Linked DNA regions of Mus musculus: region 1 is linked to region 2. The links are chromatin contacts, called in public Micro-C maps. All regions are on one chromosome and are shown on one strand. Each heading gives the region's core, a stretch centred on a gene start, on an enhancer-like site or on the middle of the called end of the contact. The rest is flanking DNA. Distances are from core to core; before and after follow the strand shown. Region 1 overlaps Gm31420 (a long non-coding RNA gene). Region 2 overlaps Notch2 (notch 2).

What was found. Hi-C and Micro-C count contacts between places; a contact is called where the count stands out from the background.
Region 1: a Micro-C map of muscle stem cells shows a contact between it and region 2, with 4 times the contacts expected there. The contact joins two enhancer-like sites. A contact is called at or near these places in 1 of 484 Hi-C or Micro-C datasets (muscle stem cells) and 1 of 9 other capture datasets (liver).

Annotation. Positions count from the first base shown.
Region 1 is chr3:98,353,817-98,358,475 of GRCm38.p6, reverse strand. It overlaps Gm31420 (a long non-coding RNA gene), which reads right to left. Exons shown (of 3, transcript XR_001783933.2): 3 at 3,177-3,683. Among named protein-coding and RNA genes, the nearest start is that of Gm31420, 5.2 kb to the right of the region's middle. Within about 2 kb of position 2,530, at least 72 of the 459 cell types and tissues checked have an H3K27ac peak or open chromatin away from gene starts, as enhancers often do. A contact at or near this core is called in muscle stem cells, where this site is marked.
Region 2 is chr3:98,061,860-98,066,680 of GRCm38.p6, reverse strand. The region is part of intron 2 of Notch2 (notch 2); the gene reads right to left. Among named protein-coding and RNA genes, the nearest start is that of Gm40103, 38 kb to the right of the region's middle. Within about 2 kb of position 3,105, at least 197 of the 459 cell types and tissues checked have an H3K27ac peak or open chromatin away from gene starts, as enhancers often do. A contact at or near this core is called in muscle stem cells, where this site is marked.

The DNA of each region.
Region 1 (4,659 bases), core at 1,281-3,780, 290 kb before region 2:
AGAAGGAGAAGGTGCTTACCACACACGTTCAATCCCTGGAACCCAAGTGAGGGTGGAAGGAGAAAACTGATTCCAAAAAGAGTTGTCTTCTGACCTCCGCACACACATGTTGTGGATAGGCCTGGTGCTGTTTATATGTTGATGCTAATTCCACTCTCCTGGGAGGTGTTGCAGACAAGGAGTGAGTCAAGTACTCAAGTGAGTTCTTGTGAACTTATCCCCTAATGAATAAAGAAGCCCATCACTGGGCGATTAGGAGGGACTTCCAGGTTGGATGGAGGAAGAGAGGAAGCAGGAGAGAGTAGGACCTCTTTTTAGATAGGGATAGCATGAGGACAAGATGTAATGACGAGTGTCTCCCAGTTTCAACGGTGAATCCTTTAGGATTCGCCACCAGAGGATTTGGATTTAATAAGTTAGGATTTCAGTTGTTGTGCCCAGAGATTGAGTTATCATTGTTTCTGAACTAAGTTTGTGTTGCATTTCCTTCACAGGGTGCCTCATGTGGGTTCAAGAGAGAAAAGTACAGCGGCAAAGAGTGGGTTTGCCTGAGGTACACCACAAAGGTCATGGGGTTTTGAAGCACTGGGTTGGTATGGCAGCGACCCTCCTGAAGGAACTTAGTGAGCTGGATGGAGAGATTTTGGAGCTCTGAGTTAAAGAGTCTCCATGAGATAAGAACAAGCCGACCAGCCTGGCAGGACTGAGAGTAGCTGGGAAAAGCACGGGAACTTGCCGATTCTTTTGGTATTTCCCACAATAAACACACATGCTGTGAGGCATGTGCCTGTACACGCATCATACAAAAACAATGATAGTAATAAATCTGACTTTTTAAAATTCAAAATCAGACAATAAGAAACTAAAACATTTATATGAGAACATTTCCTAAGCCAAGCAAGGTGATTCCAGCACTTGGGAGGTGGGAGCAGGAGGACCCAGAGGGAGTCCGAGGTCATCTTCCTCTATTGAGTGAGTTCAAGGCCAGCCTGGGCCACATGCTGTGTAAGTCAGTCCACTAATCCTCCTGCCTCATCAAGCCACACTTGGATGCAGTTGCTTCTTTGGTCTATTCTTGCTGCCCTGTCTAGGGTTTGTTTACATCTCCCCAAGACATGTTGCCCTTGGTTCCTGAATACAGATGAGTTTGGGAGAAGTTTCATTGCCTCTGCCCAGCAGTCTGAGGGGGCAAACCCAACATGGCTGACTTCACCAAATGGTATGTCATCACACACCTCCAGGTCGTAGTTGTGCTTCCCCTGCTGTCGCTAAGGAGCCAGTGGAGGCTGTGTTACCTACCCAGAAAGAGTGTGTCCCTGTGAGGAAGGGATTGCAACAGACTATCACAAACACATGGCATCTTCCACGTTAGCCTATGCTTTGACAGGAAATTAAATACAAAAGAGGAAGAGAACAAGGTACTGACTTTCTAGTCTTTATGGGGGAAACAAGGAATGGTCATGTGACTCCCAGTCTAAATGAATCAAAACTATTCTGACTTCAATAAACTTGCTGAGGCAATGCAGCCAGAAGTGGTAGTTGTTACAGTATTTTTCCTAATGGGACATAAAGAAACATCAATTCACACCACCACCCCCACCCCCATAGCATGGACAGACCAGATAAACAATGACTCAAAATGAGCTGTGTCACCCAAAACCCAACCACTAAAGTAGGTGGTGACATCCCTGGAGCTCCTGCTCAATGTGTGGCAGTCACCAAAGACTCCTTTTTCCTCTTCCTCATAAAAGTTTATTGCTTATAAAACCTTGGAGATGGGACCCATGAATCTCCCTCCTCCCTCAGGAAAGGACATTTTAGTTTCAAAGAAGAAGGAAGAGGAGGAGGAAGAGGAGGAGGAGACAAGATCACATACAGGCCATCCATCAGATACCAGTGAATAATAACATTTGCCCACAAATCTGATGGCCTGTGTTGGATCCTTGGATCACACGGTAAAAAATGGAAGGAGAGAGTGGATCCTGAGAGCTGGCCCCTGGCCACATGTGCACCGTATATGCATGCATATTCACACATATCTCACACACCATAATAATAATAATAACAACAACAATTATAATAATAACAAATTTTTAAAATCACATCCCAAAAGGAAGGAGCAGGAAAATAGCAAAAAAGAAACACTGGATCAAACAAAGACTGAAACCCAGCAGCGTGAACACCAGATTCTGCAGTTCAATATCGGGCATCCAGGTCACATGGGGTCATCATACGCTCGCTCTCCAAGGGGCCTATGCACCTCCACCTGCAGTCCATACAGCCAGGGCCTGACAGGTGCCACTGCCTGTCTCAGGTTTCCTCAGCCAGCACTCATCTTCCTAGCATACTAGGATCATGGCCTCTCTCTCCATTATGATGGGGGGAAAAGACACATTTAATCAAATTACACGGAGACTGAGCAGACGGGGAAAGCACAGCTGGGAGAGATGTGTGTCATCTTTGAAGGATGCCATGGTGGTAATGAGCTGGAACCAGTCATCCATCCACACAGGAATTTCCTCCCCAGGGCACACCTCATTCTGTGCATTCCATTCTATAAAACGTGCCACTCACAGTCGGCAAATGAGTGTGCAGCATGGGGACAGAGAGGCATTTGTGTTTCTGTCTTGGGTATCTCAGCGAGGCCTGGAAAGTGAACAATTAAAACAACCGATAGAAAAGTACACATGAGGCAGAAGTCACTGTGCTGTGTGCCTGTTCTTCCACAGGGTGGCTCACAACCCTCCAGACCTCCAGCTACAGGGGCTTGACACCCTCTTCTTACACATAAAATAAAATAAATACGCATTTTTCCACTGATTAATTTATTCATTTGTTCACTTTACATCCTGATCTCAGCCTCCCTCTCCTCCCGGTCCTTCCCTCACATGGCCCCTCCCTTCATCCCTCTCCTCTTCTCCTCTGAGAAGTGGGGAGACCACCCTAGGTACCACCCCACCCTGGCATATTAAGTCACCGCAGGACTAGGCACATCCTCTCTTACTGAGGCTAGACAAAACAGCCCAGTTAGAGGAACAGGATCCACAGGTAGGCAACAGAGCTGGGGAGAGCCCTGCTCCAGTTGTCGGGGTCCTGCATAAAGACCAAGCCGCACACTTGTAACATGTCGCTTCTGTCTCCGACCAGCAAAAAAGAGTGACGACACAGCGTTCTTCTCAAAGCAGTTTATTCAGGAAGCTTTCAACATGCAAGCAGGAATCTCCTCTAGCCCCAATCGCAATCCCTTATATAACCCCTCAACCACGCCCCATCAGCCCAGTCCGCGTAATCTCAGTTCATTGGCCTTCATCAAATGGCCTGATCTTGCATCATGGTGGGCCTGCGCAGCTCTCACGATGGACGTGCCTTATTTTCAGGTGTATGAGGAAGTCAGGTGCAAGTCATTAGACTTGGCTACAGTCCCGGGCACCATCTTGGGATAACCGCCACACCCACTCCCCACAGTAACATATGAGTGGGAAGCCTAGGTCCAGCCTGTGTATGCTCTTTGGTTGGTGGTCCGATTTCTGGGAGCTTCCAAGGGTTCAGGTTAGTTGACTCTGTTGGTCTTCCTGTGGAGTCTCCTTCCAAACTCCCTCTAATATTTGGTTGTGGGTCACTGCATCTGTTTCAGTCAGCTGATGGGTGGAGCCTCTCAGAAAACAGTTATGCTAGGCTGCTGTCTGCAAGCATAACAGAGTATCATTAACAGTGTCCAGGATTGGTTTTTACCCATGAGATGGCTCTCAAGTTGGGCCAGACATTGACTGGCTATTCCCTCTGTCTCTGCTCCATCTTTGTCCCTGCATTTCTTATAGGCAGGACAAATTTTGGGTGGAAAGTTTTGTGGATGGGTTGGTGTCCTTATCCTTCCTCTGGGAGTCCTGCCTGGCTACAGGGGATGGCCTCTTCAGGCTCCATATCCCCACTGCTAGGAGTCTCAGCTACAGTCACCCTCATAGACTCCTCGGAGCCTCCCCCATCCCAGGTCTCTGGCACATTCTAGAGATGCGCCCTCCACCCCAACTCTCACTGATTTTCCTTCACTCTCTCGGCCCTCTCTCCCCATCTCTCTCTACACCTAACCCTCACCCACCCTGTGAAATTAGGAAATATCATCCCAAGTGAGTGAGGTAACCCAGACCCAAAAGGAAATCCATGCTATGTACTCATTTTTAAGTGGATATTCGTCATAAAGTACAGGATAACCATGCTACAATCTACAGAGCCAAAGAAGCTAAATAACAAGGACGGCTCAAAGGAGGATGCTTGAATCCACTCAGAAGGGGAAATAAAACAGTAGTCAGAGGTAGATGGAGGGAGGGAATAAATAAATTAAAAAAAAAAAAAAAGTTCTAGTGACTTCTCTTGATCGCCACCTGGTGGACACATTTCTAATTTCCAATCGGATGACAAACTGGGCTGGGATCGCTTAGATTCCTCTCCTGGGGGACCAGATTTTGTTTCAGTTCTCCAGCCCTTTGCACAGTTAGCACATGATAGACAACCAGAAATCCTGTTGAAAGAGTAAACACTTATGCAATATGAGCCGGATAAGGTATGGAAGTCCTCTACGAACTGCTACTGGGGAGGGGTAAAGGGTGGGTGGGTGGGGAGGTGGGTGAGAAGCTGAGAAGCAGACTTCTAGGCCTTTCTGAC
Region 2 (4,821 bases), core at 1,856-4,355:
GGTCCATGACAAATGCAGCCTGTGCTCTCAGCTACTGAGACATTGCTCCAGCCCCACACCACTTCCTGATTTAGCTTTCCTTCTGCCTAATGTACCTTTTACCCGAGGCTGCTGACTGAGGGGAAAGTGTGTGAGGCAAAGGGACACAGAGCACCAAGCACCAAGGTCCTAAGGATGGAAGCAACCCTAGCTTAGCCAAGGAGCGGCAAGGGACCCTGTACTGCCACACCTAAGGGCATAAGGAGTAACGACGGAGGGAAGCTGCAAGCTGGCAAGGACATGAAGCCCTTAGTCGAGGTGCAGGGTCAGGGTTCTCCAGAATCCTTGGGATGACACACAGCAGTTCCATGTGCCTCCTAATGTTTAAAAGAAAACAGCAAAGTAACTTGTTAAAAATTGACTTGCAGAAAAGTAGAAATTGTTGGGTGGTGGTGTAAAGAAATGGCATTTTCCCACCAAGGACAAGCCATCCAGTTGTCAGTCACACCGTATGAAGCAGCAAAGGTGAAGGAGAGAAAAGGGTATGTGTACAAGAATTGCTTTGCATGGTCTCATCTGAGAGGGTTGTATTCGAACTGTTGTAAGAATTGTAAGAATCTTGACTTTCTTTTTTACGTTTGGAAACATCAAATAAAATGGAAACAAACAAAAAAAAGAGGCCTCTAAAGCCCATGGGCAGAACCACCTCGCTTTATATGAAACTAGACTTTCTTATTGGTGAAGATCCAATTTCCTAATTAAAATGTCCTGAGTTTACCATTCCTCTGTGTCTTTGTGTTTAGCTTAAAATATATGCAGGTCTCTTCTAACTTACCTTTTCAACTAAGTCCCTCTGCCCTTTCCTTCTATGGAGGCATCCTGTGCACAAACAGGCTTCTCGGACGCTGGGCAGACAGTCCTCTTTCTCTCCATCCACACCGTCCGCAGTTCTCAGAACACAGCCTGCAGCCCAGCAGGCTCCATGATCACCTTCTGAGAGTTCCGACTTGGTCAGGCTTAGCTGACACTTCTCTGCTCACTATAAGTGAGTCCCCATTCCCACTGGAAGCTGTGCGGGTCACTTCCCGCACCATCTGGAATGTGACCATGTCTCTCACAAGACCTGGCAAAGTTAGTCTACCTCTTTCCTCTTCCATCATGGTCATTTTCAATTCAACTCTGGGCCACACTGCTCTTCTCTCTACTATACATTTAATGTTTGTCATTTTACAATGATTTAAACACAAAAGATGCCAAAGGACACCACTCTAGGGCACCAGTTTAGCTTTCTAAACCATTCACCTATCATACTATGTCCTGCCAATGACTTAAAGACAAACATTAGGAAAACATCATTTTTCCATGAAACTTCAGCTCTTCCAATTTTCTAGGGGTCATAATTCGACTTTTATTTAATCCCTTGAAGTTATATATAATTGCTGTGTCTGACAAGTCTTGTTAACCGAATTCCTGTAACGCTTATCACTCATGTTCACAGTTTCCCTCTTGATAGCAATTCAGATCATCTTTAAAGCCTCAGGCCAGACATCTTGTTACTGGCTCTTTTCCCACCTCCACGCATCCCTGAATAGCAGAACCTTAAGGCACCTTAAGGTGATTTCTATCGAATGCCATAAGCATTTCTAAAATATTCCGAAGAGGCAATCACCAGGCCCTGCTTGCACCAACACACGCCCGTGGCAGGCCTTTACTATGTTGACTACACTTCCATTACTAAGTGGTCACTTGGTGCTGCTGAGCCTGTGCCCCAGAACCAGCCGCCTGGACTGCAGAGCTGGCTCACCATGGATTCGGGAGCACAGCACTGGCCCCCTCTCTTTGACACAGACTCAGTATGAGTGCCTGCCCTCCTGGGGTCTTCACATCATCACAGCACTGAGAACACTATGTAGCAAATGTACTTTTTAAGTAAAACTACTGGCTTGCTGCTTTAACATTCTTTGGTCTTTCCATTATAAGATACATCTTTCTCTAAAATTCTGCCCCCCCCACCCCCCCACACACACACCACAGTAACTAAAAGTATATGTTCATACTAGCACTCTTCATTAAAAAAAAAAAAAGTTCGTCCATATGTCCATGCCAGCATGACTCATAATAGCTGAAGGTAGAAATAGCCCGAATGCCCACCATCTGATGAGTAGAGAAATAAAAGCCATTATATCCACACAATAAAATATTATTTGTCTGTGAAAAGAGATAGACTCCTGTCACATCCTACAACACTGGAAATATTATGCTAAGTAAAAGACAGCAGAACCAGGCAGCCACGGGTCTTATTCTGTCCTTAGAGATGAGCACAGCAGGCAAGGCCACAGACACAGGCAGGTGCTTGCTGCCTGGTCCCCACGGCTACATCCATTACCTAGTTCTTAAAAGTCTACTGTTGATGACACAAAAGAACCTACTGTTCATTTCACATGCACATGGTGGAACAGGGTGAAGGCAGGAAAGAGAGAAACGCAGTAGAAAAGATTCCATCCGAAAGGATTCCAGTACAGCCCCCCTCGCTGAAACAGCCCCTGCCTCTCACAGGCCTGCATTCTTGACATGAGGCAGGGACGTGAATGGCAGTTCCCACCTATAGTCTATCTGCAATAGCTGTCTCCCCAGTAATACAGGGCAGAAAACTTTCCCACGTGAATAGCCACCCATCGAGAGAAACGCCAAGAGCAGTGAGAGGCTCTGTCAGCTCCAACACGGGTGAAGTCTGAGAAGGAAACAACGTCTCTTCCAACTAAACCCCAGGGCTTGCTCCCCCACTTTCCCCACCAAATGTTCAGCAGCAGGGTGAGCCCAAATTGTGCCCAGGCTCTACTGCAACCCTTTTGGTTTTGTTTTTAGGAGTTTTATTTTTACTTTTGGTGAGGATCTGGTCATTAAAAACAACAACAAAGAAAAGCCCCACCACACGCAAGAGGGAGGGGCATTCTTCACACAACAGCAATTTCAAAATCCTGAGTTTTCAAAACCTGTGCAGAATGTGGGATGGAGGGAAAATGTCTCCTGTGGGCTGATCGCAGCGCAGCTGCTCCTCATTAAAGCTCCTCTTGACTCCCTCTGGGCTGGTTTCCAGCAGAAAATTCTTTAAACAGAACGCAGCTTTCAGCCCACTTTCTTCTTGCCCTGGGCCTCTCAGCCCTCCACTCTACAGCAGCAGCCAGCCTCTGCTGAGCCCAGGACGGAGACAGCCATTAAGGTGAATGGGGTGGGAGCTAACAGAACCCACAAACCAAATTAAACACTGGTCAGTAACAAAGGTCTACAGTTTGAAGGGCCCCAAATCAGTCTGTTCTTTCCTGTGACCATGATGCCAGCCAGGTTTCCTGCCACCGCCACCCACCCCTACCCTGTTCCTGTTCCCCTGTTAAAGTAGATAAAATTAATTGCTAACAGGCGAAGCTAGCGTAACCAGTGAAAGTTCCCTTTTAACTTTCCCAAAGCCAGGCTGAAAACATCTAGATGCCCCAAAGCATTCAGACTCCAGCCTAAAATGCCCCTGCTGTACTCAATAGCCCAGGCCACTGGGCAACCTGACATGGCCCTCATTTCAAGAACTTCAGCCCCACATCTCACTAGACCTTCAGCCTCTTAACTCTGTGACTCTATGCAAAAGAAACTAAATGGGTTGTGCTCACTGCTGACTGTTTTGTTGTTGCTGTGGTTTGTTTTTTGTTTGTTTTGTTTTGTTTTAAGCACAGACTTAGTTAACATCCTAGTAATTAGAGAAAATGGAAGCTGCATATCATATCACATGCATCTTCCCATGTTCCCACTCCCACTCATTCCCCACTGCTACTTCCAGAAATGAAAGGGAAATAAAGAAAACCAGAGAAAGAAACAGTACACCTTCCTTAGTAAGAAGGGGAAGCGCTGGTGTGCAGAGTGGAGCCCCAAACAGGCTGTTTGTGGTAAAACATGCTTTCTAGGGCCTTCTTGGTTTGATGTAAAGGAAACAAAGACCTGTATATAATCAACCCTACACACAGACACACACACACTCTCTCTCTCTCTCTTTCTCTCTCTCTCTCTCACACACACACACACACACACACACACACACACAGAGAGACACACACTCTCTCTCACACACACATTCTCTCTCTCTCTCTCTCTCTCTCTCTCTCACACACACACACACACACACTCACATCTGACACACAAAGACTACCAAACCCTGCAAGGCAGGCATTTTTTTCTACTATGTAAATCTGCTTCCTGGACAGCACGTTTCTGCCTTTCTTGTACAAGTATTTCAGAAAATGTTAATCTTGATTCCCACATTAGCTGAATGCTTCCAAATTAAAAGTTTCCCACAGGAAAAAACCGACATGGGAGCCGGGAGGCCAGGGCTCGTCTTCTGGAGCCCCACCTCGCTTGGTTCACAGGTGCTCAGGTTTTTCCACCCCCTCATCTGAATAAAGCAACAAGCACACTGATGCTAACACATCCAGACTGAAGAGGCTGAAGAGGCACGACCTCAGACCCACTCATTCACAGCAACTCGACCCTCTGTAGGAGGCTGGTATAAGGAGTGAGGAGATGGGAACACATGCTTTATTTACAATGGAATGTCGTGAGCGCCCTTATCTTCCAGCAGAGAGTCTCAGCGCATTCATCAGAGCTCTGAGAACAAGCGGAGTGCCCAGGCTCTTCAGCAGCCTTGAATGATGGAACCGGGACACACAGACAGTGCTGAGGCTTGTGTCCTTGATGTAGCAGAAGAAATAATCAGTCCTTTACCATGTGCCCTGAACCCTGAAAAATATTAGAATGTGACTAAAACATCACAGAGCGGCTCTTATCACACCCTTCACCATA